2 separate regions of the Gossypium hirsutum genome follow, and region 1 is linked to region 2. Evidence: chromatin contacts called from public Hi-C data. All regions are on one chromosome and are shown on one strand. Each heading gives the region's core, a stretch centred on a gene start, on an enhancer-like site or on the middle of the called end of the contact. The rest is flanking DNA. Distances are from core to core; before and after follow the strand shown. Region 1 has its middle 10 kb from the start of LOC121221135. Region 2 has its middle 8.3 kb from the start of LOC107940820.

Region 1 (4,813 bases), core at 1,374-3,873, 80 kb before region 2:
TTGCACGACTCTTCTCATGGTGGGCCTGTAATCAGGATGGGGATGACAGCATAAAAGACCAAGGGTAAGCACCAGCTGAGCTTCGCCTGAATGATAATTTTTGAGTGTGGGATCGATGGCTCGGGTGATCTCTCCTCGAGAATGCAATTCCCTAACCCAATCCACCAGCACCAGCTCATCAGCACCGCCTGGGGCTCAATCGGTCTTCTTCTGCTGGCAACTTCAAGCATAAGCGTACCATAACCATAGACATCAGTACTTGTGGTGGCTTTCCCGGTCCTTGTGAGCTCAGGAGCCAAATACCCAAGTGTACCAACAATGTGTGTGGTCTGTGGATCATTATTGTGTTCGTAAGTTCTGGCCAGGCCGAAATCCCCTAGCTTTGCATCACATTGCTTGGCTTGACATCTCTATGAACTACTCTCTGATTGCAATTTTCATGGAGATATAGCAATGCATGTGCAATACCAGTTAAAATCTTGTACCTTTGGTCCCAAGTAAGGTTTTTTCCCTTCAGTGGACCATCTTCATACAAAAGCTTGTCCAGGCTCCCATTGGGGAAGTAATCATAAACAAGAAGGAGCTCGTTTTGCTTCCGGCACCAGCCATGCAAGTGTACAAGATTCCGGTGCCTAAGCCTCCCCACACTTGTAATTTCAGCAACAAATTCTCTCATTCCTTGACGAGAACCACTATACACCCGCTTAACTGCCACTTCTAGTCCGGTACCATGAATCACCCCCCGATAAACTCTCCCAAACCCTCCAGAACTGACGAGGTTTTTCTCTCCAAACCCTCTTGTTGCGGAGAAGAGCTCGGAGTAATTGAATCTATGCACCCTATATTCGATTTCCCAATCCTCCATAATCTCATCTCCATCTCTGATTCTGAATATGATCTGAATAACACCAATGATCGCTAGGAAAATCAGAGTAATGCTTGCTAAAGTGATACCTACTGCAAATCCCTTGCTGTGCATCAGTTTATTAGGCTTACTATTCAGAAATGGGAGCTTTCTTGGATCTAAATCTTGTGCCCTTCCCTCAATACTAAAGCTCCAGCCATGTACATAATGTAAGGCTGCCAGCAAGCCGGTGGAAGCTGAGAAGCCAACATATACTCATCTAGCACCAATGAGAGATCAATGGGGAATGATATCAAGGGGCGGTGAGGCCTCAACGTGCCACAAGGAGATATTGAGACATTCATCAGCATCTTGTTGCTGTCATAGTCAATCCATGCCTGAATAGGTTCCCCACTCTTGAGAGCAACCGAGTTGCTCCGGTTGTCATTGGAGGAATAGTAAGCAGCTGGCTCAGATATGTTGGATATCAGGCTGGATATATCTATTCCTACATGGTTATCATTGATATCTTGAAGTTCAACGTTCTGGACTACATCAAACTCCACCGCAAAAAAACGAGCATTGTCGGTGTCATTCGGAAGGCCTAAGTATTGGTTTGGAAGACTTTTCAGCTTTTCAGTAGGCATGAGAACAAAGGCAAGACCATGACCTCCAATCTCAGGGTACTTTGGACTGATAGAGAATACAAAGTTTGTGCTAAATGTAACAGCTGCTTCAGTTCTGTTGGGATTGCTTTTCTTAAATCGTATTGGAGATGGATAGAAAGAATGCCCGATAAGTCGCACTGAATCGTTTGTTAATGCCAATATCCCGTCGGACTTGATAAATGAAGCTCCTTCCGTTGTCACGTTTGCTTTGAGGAATCCTTTGTACGTGAAATTTAACTCTGCATGGACGAGAAGACCTAGAAGGAGCAGGTGGAACAATAAACCAAGTGCTTCCATAGCTGAGTTGAGAATTAAATGGTTTGTTTTTCTAGGATAAATCTTTATACTGTGATGCCTTTAGTCTAGTTTGATAAATTTAAAAGATAATATTTTTTTATTGGTAGATCATAGAAAACTTGAAACTTGGAAAGTTACATACTCTACTATAGGAAACTGTGTATAACCAAATTATTTAGAAAGGCTAAACTTATACCATCTGAATTTGGATAACATAAATATTATATATTGATATTTAAAAAAAAAAATTGGAGGGTTTTTTTAGTGAGGACTAAATTGAAGGACAAATTCCTTGTATTGTGTTGGTCTCCTAGAATTTGCCACAAAACTGTGTTGATGGATAGTGTTGGATTCCAGAGAGAGATAAAGCAAAACTTACAAAACTGGAAATCTGGAATTAATTTAAAGCATAGAAGTTGTTTGAAACAATGAAGAAAATTATGTGAACCCCATATCACCACGACAAATTCTTACAAATGGGTATAAAAAAAATTATTTATCTGTATCTTGTTCCAATGCCATCGATCGGTACTGTTGCCCAATAGAAAGCTAATTAAGGAAAGTTTCTGCAAATGTTGTTCTTTTTTATAAAAATGCATGATTATCACTTTTAATAATATTGTCTTCGAAATTTGAATTTAAGTTCTTTTATTTAGAATACAATATGTTATAGGTTAAATGACATTTTAAATATTAATTAAATATTGAACAACACATCCTTCTAAATTCAGGATGGGGGTGTGGGGTGTCTGGGTCTTTGCATGATGCTATAGCATCCTAACCCAGCCTCCATACCGGTTGGCCCCTAGTCCTAGTCCTAGTGGTAGACCTAGACCTCAGTTCCTTCGGCTAAGTTAGTGCTTTGTGTCCAAGGATGCATGTAAGTATTATACTTCCATTAACAAAATCGCAAAATGACAGTTTCTTGGAGGTAAAGCAAACCTCAAAACTGTCTAGCAAACAGGGTACCACACACTTTCTCATGCCATCAAATTTTGCAACCTCATATATATATATTTTTACTACCAACTTGGGAATTTTTTCAATTTTTTGGTGTGAATTTCGAGACTTCATCCTTCTTCTTATTACCATTTTTCTTCAATTATAAATAACTTCTACTTTCATCTAAGTTTGGGATATATTACACTTGAAAAAAAAATTATAAAAATAATAATTTATATATGGTTTAAATTATGTTTTAGTGATTAAACTTTAATTTGTTACGTTTTGGTTATTAACGTTATCAATTTTTAATATTTTGATTATTGTTCTGTTATCTAGCGATAATGATGTAACCGAAGTTTAATATAACATAAATTTTACTATTAAATGCTAACATCTCATCCATGTTATCACCACATAATTTAAACATGTTTTTTTTAAATTACTTATTTCTTTTATTTCCTCTTTATTTATTTCTCTATTTTTATTTCTTTTTATTTCTTCTACTTATCATTGTTTTCTAGAACACTCTCCCTTCCTCAAAGCTTCATTCACGATCACTGGCTGCCTGTTCCAATGCCGTCACCCCATTGCCCCCGACGAACATACGCTGAACTGCTCCCTCGATTGCCTGTTCACAAATCTCCAATAAATTTTCTTCAAAACTCATTAAAAATCCTTAGATATAAAACATAACTTTTGAATTACCCAAGCTCGGATCTCCATCATCTGTTGTTAAATCGGCTCATTTTTTTATACGTGTTCCGCCTCACCAGTACCTCTTTCCGATTGCTGGGATTGGCAAGCAAGTCTTAGTAGTACCTCCAACCCCTTGCCCTGAATTTGACCCCCTATTTTTTTTCTTTGATGTTCTCTTCTATTTTTGACACATTTTTCTTTATTAGAAATCTGATCTTAGGCTTAATATGGGTTTCTTTTTTGTGCTTATCGATTGTTGTTTGCTTGACTATTTGATTGATTTGAATATAAGTTTATTTGATAAGTGAATGATGTTGTTGGGGTGCCTTGAATGAGACTGAAAGCTAGTGGTGAAAGTGATACTGTTTGAGAGGTTTGCTAGTATTTGATATTGGAGAATTTTGTTGCAAATTCAAGTTGGGCTTGTGACTGTTGCTATGATAAATCTGCCATTATTTTATTTTTCTCGTGTTTGATTTGATAGATGATGAGGAATTTATTAAATCCAATATTTTTTATAGCTTCAAGAAAAAATATGAGATTTATTTTTTAAAATTTATATTTAATCAACTCTTTCAATTATATCTAGGGGTGTTCATTCGGTTAACCGACCCGAAATTACTATAACCGAATTAATCGACCTTCCAAAAATTTTAACCGTTAACCGAACCGATTTTTTTTAAAAAAATTTAACCGAACCGAAATTTTTTTGGTTAATAAGGTCGGTTAACCGAATTAACCGAAAATTATGTATTTTTTATTTTTGGTTAAAAATTACCTGAATTACCCGAATTACCCGAATTACCCGAATTAACCGAATTAACCCAATTACCGAAAAATACCCGAATTTTTTTTATTTTTTATTTTTAAAATTTAAAAAATTTATAAATTATTAAAGTAAATTGGGTTTTAGACTTTAGTAAATTGGGTTGTCTTTTAGTTTTAGTTTTATTGGATTGGGTAATTGGGTAAACTTTAGTTTTAGTTTTATTGGGTTGGGTAATTGAGTTTGGGTTGGGTTGGATAATTTTATTTATTAATTTTTTCGGTTAACCGAAAATTTTCGGTTAACCGACCGGTTTCGAACCGAATTAACCGTTAACCGAAAAATCATAAAAAAATTAACCGACCCCCGACCGAAAAAATTCGGTTAACCGACCGATTAACCGAATTCGGTCGGTTAACCAAATTTTTTCGGTTTTACCCGAATTATGCACACCCCTAATTATATCCATTAAAAAGTGTGGATGAAGCTTGAGAGAAGAAGTGCGTTAAAGAGAGGGTGAATTAGGAGAGACAATAGAACAATGAAAAAAATGGAAAGAATATGAAATAATGAAAAAGGAAATAAAGTGTAAAAAAA
Region 2 (4,503 bases), core at 648-3,147:
ACGGATAAACCCCAGATCAACTCTAACACAATTATTGTGGGATTGCGTAGCCCATTTGAGTTTGACGAATAAAAGTGAGGAAGGAGGGGTTGGGTGTTGTCTTTTATGGTCCAACTATACCCCTCTCTCTTTTTGGGCCTTGCCACTGGACGGTTCAGTTAGAGTCAGAGGAGGCTTTCGCCCTCCCAAAACTATAAAAAAATTTTAATTACCTCACCAAGATTTTTAAAGTCTTAGTTAATTCTTTTTTAAATTTTGAAATTTTTAATAAGTTTAAAATTAGATTTGGTAATGGGTTGATTGGACTAATACAAAATTTTAAGTTCATGTCCGACTAAATCCAAAAATAAACCTCAAATTTTATCCATTTTGGCCCAAATTAAAAATGTTAAATTCGAGCCTGATCTGACCTGCTTGTATTAATTTTTTATTTAAAAATAAATTTAAAAAATATACTACATCAAATATATTAAAAACATTAAAATAAATATTTTCCAAAAAATAAAAAATGCATTAAAAAATCTTTATACTTAAATAACACTAAAATAATTGTAACTTAGCGAACAAATATATCTAAAATAGTAGCAAACTTAACAATAAAACAAGAGTTATACAATACCCAAATAATAACAAAAAATATAGTAGCAATATAATAGTGACATGATAACAAAACATCAGCAAAAAAGAAATTTTAAGTTGATTCGGGCAAAATCAAAAAATCTTATTTGAGGCTAGATTCATTTAGGAAATTGGTCTTATTTTTTGTCCAAACTCTTTTTTTGAGTCTATATTTTTATCTAAACTAATGAATGATCTAGTTCATGACCAAATCTACCTAAAGATACGTTCCACCATGTGCATGCTAGCGATGGTATAGTTGATTAACCCTTTCTGTTTTTTGTTGATTTCCCTTAAAACATACTCGAATCTAATTTTTCTTTTATAATAATAAAACCGATACAACTAAATTAAAATTAAATTTACAGTTTTGGTTTTGGATATCATTTAAATCTTATATAGGAATATATAGATGTGAATCTTCCCCATGCATCTAATATGTCCCTCATAGGTTGTAGCCATGTTTGTGAGTTGCAATAATTAGGCCGGCCTAGCCGAGTAGGCCATGGATTGTACCTTTTCACAAATGAGCAAAGATATCAATTAGGGCTTACATTTATATCGGAGCAAAATATCTAAAAATTTAATAATCTAGCAAGTAAGGTACACAACACACGTGTGCAAGATTTCATCTGCCACTGACACCAATCATTTCTTCAATTAAAATAAATACAATCCCGAAGTCCCATTGTACGAAACCGGCGAAATCAGAGGGCTCATAATGGTTACATCTCATCAGAATGAATATTTGCATTTTAGTAGGCACCGTAGGAAAAAATTCCCAAGAATTATACCCTTTCCCATGTTGTAGGCCCTTAAACCATATGGACTATGGACCAAATCAATAATGTATTGTGTCATGTGTCCCAGCCCAATATATTTGTCCTCAAGGCCCCCTAGCTCTACGCGCATCTATCTACCCCTTAGTAAATTTTTTTCTTTTACCATTGAATTATGAAAAGTTAACGTTTTGATTATTTATCCGTTAAAAGTCATTACACCCTTAACAAAAAAGTGATATCACATGTTAATTGAAGGACTTATATCTAAATTGACTCTTGAATTATAATTAAAATATTCAGTTTGATTCTTTTATAATATTTTTTAATGATACTTTTATTCATTTTGTAAATAAAGAAACATAAAATCTCTCTATATATGTAAGATCATAGTTACATAATTACATTTAAAATATACATGGAATACAAATGTTGTAATAACAGAATAGGGTTGTAATTCAAAGAGTCATGGCTACATTTGGTCGACATATCACTGTTAAATAGTAAAAAGGTGTGCCCTCCAAAAGAGGTAGCCCCCCCATTCAGAAAGGGATAGGTGGTGATGGAGACCACAAATCTGAGTTAATAACGCTCCCTGTTTTTTTTATTTAAATTTGGCTGTGATTCTTAATGAAGATGGTATGAATGCATGTCAAATTTCCATCCAAAATTTAATTTCTCATCTCTTTCTGCCATGCAAAGGCCCCTCCACCCCCACCCCCATCATACAGTTCATATTATATTATTATATTGAAAAGACAGCCACCCAATACAAACCCCTTACTTCACCTGGGCATTTCACAGGAAAAAAATACTTTACTTGCAGCTCCTCAAACCCAAATTATTTAAAATTTCTGTATGAGTATTGAGTGTGACATCGTATAAAATATTAAATGCAAATATTTAAAAATTTAAAAATATGTGTGAGATTGCTTTTTACCAAGTGATGAGCGATAGGAAGGTGCCAAAAATCTTAGTAAGTGTCAAAATGTGTCGTATAGTAATAGCTAGGTGAAGGAAGGTTTTGTTTGGTAATGTGAGTACAGTGCATGTGGTTCCCCAGCTCAAGCGATTGGGACTGTGTTGTTTGGTGGAGTCCCAGCCTGCAATGACCGCCCTTTATAAGCTGGGTCCGGGAAAATATTATTATTATTAAGGTAAGTTATTAATAAGTTTTATCTTTTCATCTTTTAAATTAAAAAAAAATTATAAAATATCATTAAATTATTTAAAAAATTTTCATTTTAATTATCGAATTATTGAAATTATTATTTTATAACATTTTCTACTTGCACCATCCATATCAATCAAAAACTCTCATTCTTCTTCTCTTTTACAATTTAGTTTCTTTTTTTTTTTCATAAAACAACATTGATCCTTACAAATCTGTAAACCAAAATTTGAATAACTTTCTTCAATGATCTTCTACACTAACCATCGAATATATTTAGATATAAGAAATGTTCTTCTACTTGTGGATGGGTACTCATCCACCATACCAATTGTCGAATAGGCATTAGCTCGCTAGCCAGACTTTAAAATAAAAATAAAAACCCTTAACAACCCATTGACTTAAATAAAAACTTTTGAATAGTTTAGTGACCATAATGTAAACTTACTAATAGTTTAATGACTTTAGGTGTAGTTTACTCTTATTATTACTGATATGGTTCCCATGCTTCACATAGAGTTCCTTTTTTCTTGTACCAAATTATAGAATGAAAATTTGAAAGTTAAAATATGCTTTAAACATTTTATAATCTCCTAATTTTTTATTTTTAAGATTATAGTTAGTCTATTTTTCAAATTTAGAAATTTAGGTTTAATTGTTATTATTGTTAAAATTCATCCATTAAATTCATCGCTGTGACATTTTAAAATAAAAAATAATTCACTTAATAATGATGTAACAAAAAATAACATTGACAATGTTGGTGTGGATTTAAAAAAAAAACTTTAATTCAAACTCAACGTGATAAAATACATTTTTTTTGTAGGAATAGTGTTCTCAAGAAAAAAAATGACATCAGCATTGAATTGAAATAGTTAACAATATTAACAATTTAGACCGCCGACAGCAATGATTAATCCCCTCATCACGGTGCTCTTTGAAGAGGTAAATGGTTGACTGTGAAATGTGTTATGTTCCATGAGTAAGGATCGAACCCCCAACTAAATAATTAAGGGATGATGTGAGCAACCACTACACAATAACTCATGGTTTAAAAATTTAAATTTAATTATTGTCTGATATTGTAAAAAAGCAAAGCAAACCCAACAGATAATAATTTTTAAATCCAAATTATATATAACCATCGAACAGTTTAATCGAAAATTTAACGACATTAACTATTTGCATTAACTAATAACATTATAAAAATATAAAGACTAAATTGTATTATAAATTAAAGTATAGAGATTAAATTTCAAATCTTAGCATAATAAAGAAACTAAAACTTAAATTTTACATTTTGTAAAAAGAAAAAATTGTCTCAGCAAAAGGAACACCTAATGAATAGACCTGTTCATGGGTCGGGTTACTCGCTCGAAATTTGAAAAGGTTTGGATAAAAATATTAAGCCGAAAAAATAAGCTTTGGCAAAAAAAAGGTCCATTTAAAATATGGGTCAGGCTCGAGCTTAAATATTCAAAGCCTAAGTCTGGCATGACCTATTTTTAAGTTTATAATACTTTATATTATGTTATTTTTATATATTATGTAATTTAAAACACATTAAAAAAAACATATACAAAATATATAATACTACTCTAATGTAAACATTAAAATAATGTTATAAAAAAGTTTGATAAATAAAAAATATATAAAAATAATAAATATTAAAATAATATAATATAAATATTTAAAAAATCTTAAAAAGTATGAGCGGGCCTATAATGAGCTTGGGTTAATTTTTTATAAATATGGGTAGGTTTTGATAAAATTTTGACCACATATTTCGTGCCAGGTCGAACTTGAATAAACATAAAATATATTAATATCATATTTAGATCTGACCCGAACTTGACTCATGAACACCTCTACTAACTATCTTTCTTTTAAATACGTTATACATATTATTATTAATCAACTGTTTTTTCTTTAACA

What was found. A called contact is a pair of places that touch in the nucleus more often than the background predicts.
Region 1: a contact with region 2 is called in a Hi-C map of leaf, with 2.7 times the contacts expected there. The contact joins two enhancer-like sites. A contact is called at or near these places in 2 of 34 Hi-C or Micro-C datasets (both in leaf).

The regions. Positions count from the first base shown.
Region 1 is chrA03:108,722,986-108,727,798 of Gossypium_hirsutum_v2.1, reverse strand. It overlaps the pseudogene LOC107962944. Among protein-coding and RNA genes, the nearest start is that of LOC121221135, 10 kb to the right of the region's middle. Within about 2 kb of position 2,623, at least 6 of the 9 cell types and tissues checked have an H3K27ac peak or open chromatin away from gene starts, as enhancers often do. A contact at or near this core is called in leaf, where this site is marked.
Region 2 is chrA03:108,642,700-108,647,202 of Gossypium_hirsutum_v2.1, reverse strand. No RefSeq gene overlaps it. Among protein-coding and RNA genes, the nearest start is that of LOC107940820, 8.3 kb to the right of the region's middle. Within about 2 kb of position 1,897, at least 3 of the 9 cell types and tissues checked have an H3K27ac peak or open chromatin away from gene starts, as enhancers often do. A contact at or near this core is called in leaf, where this site is marked.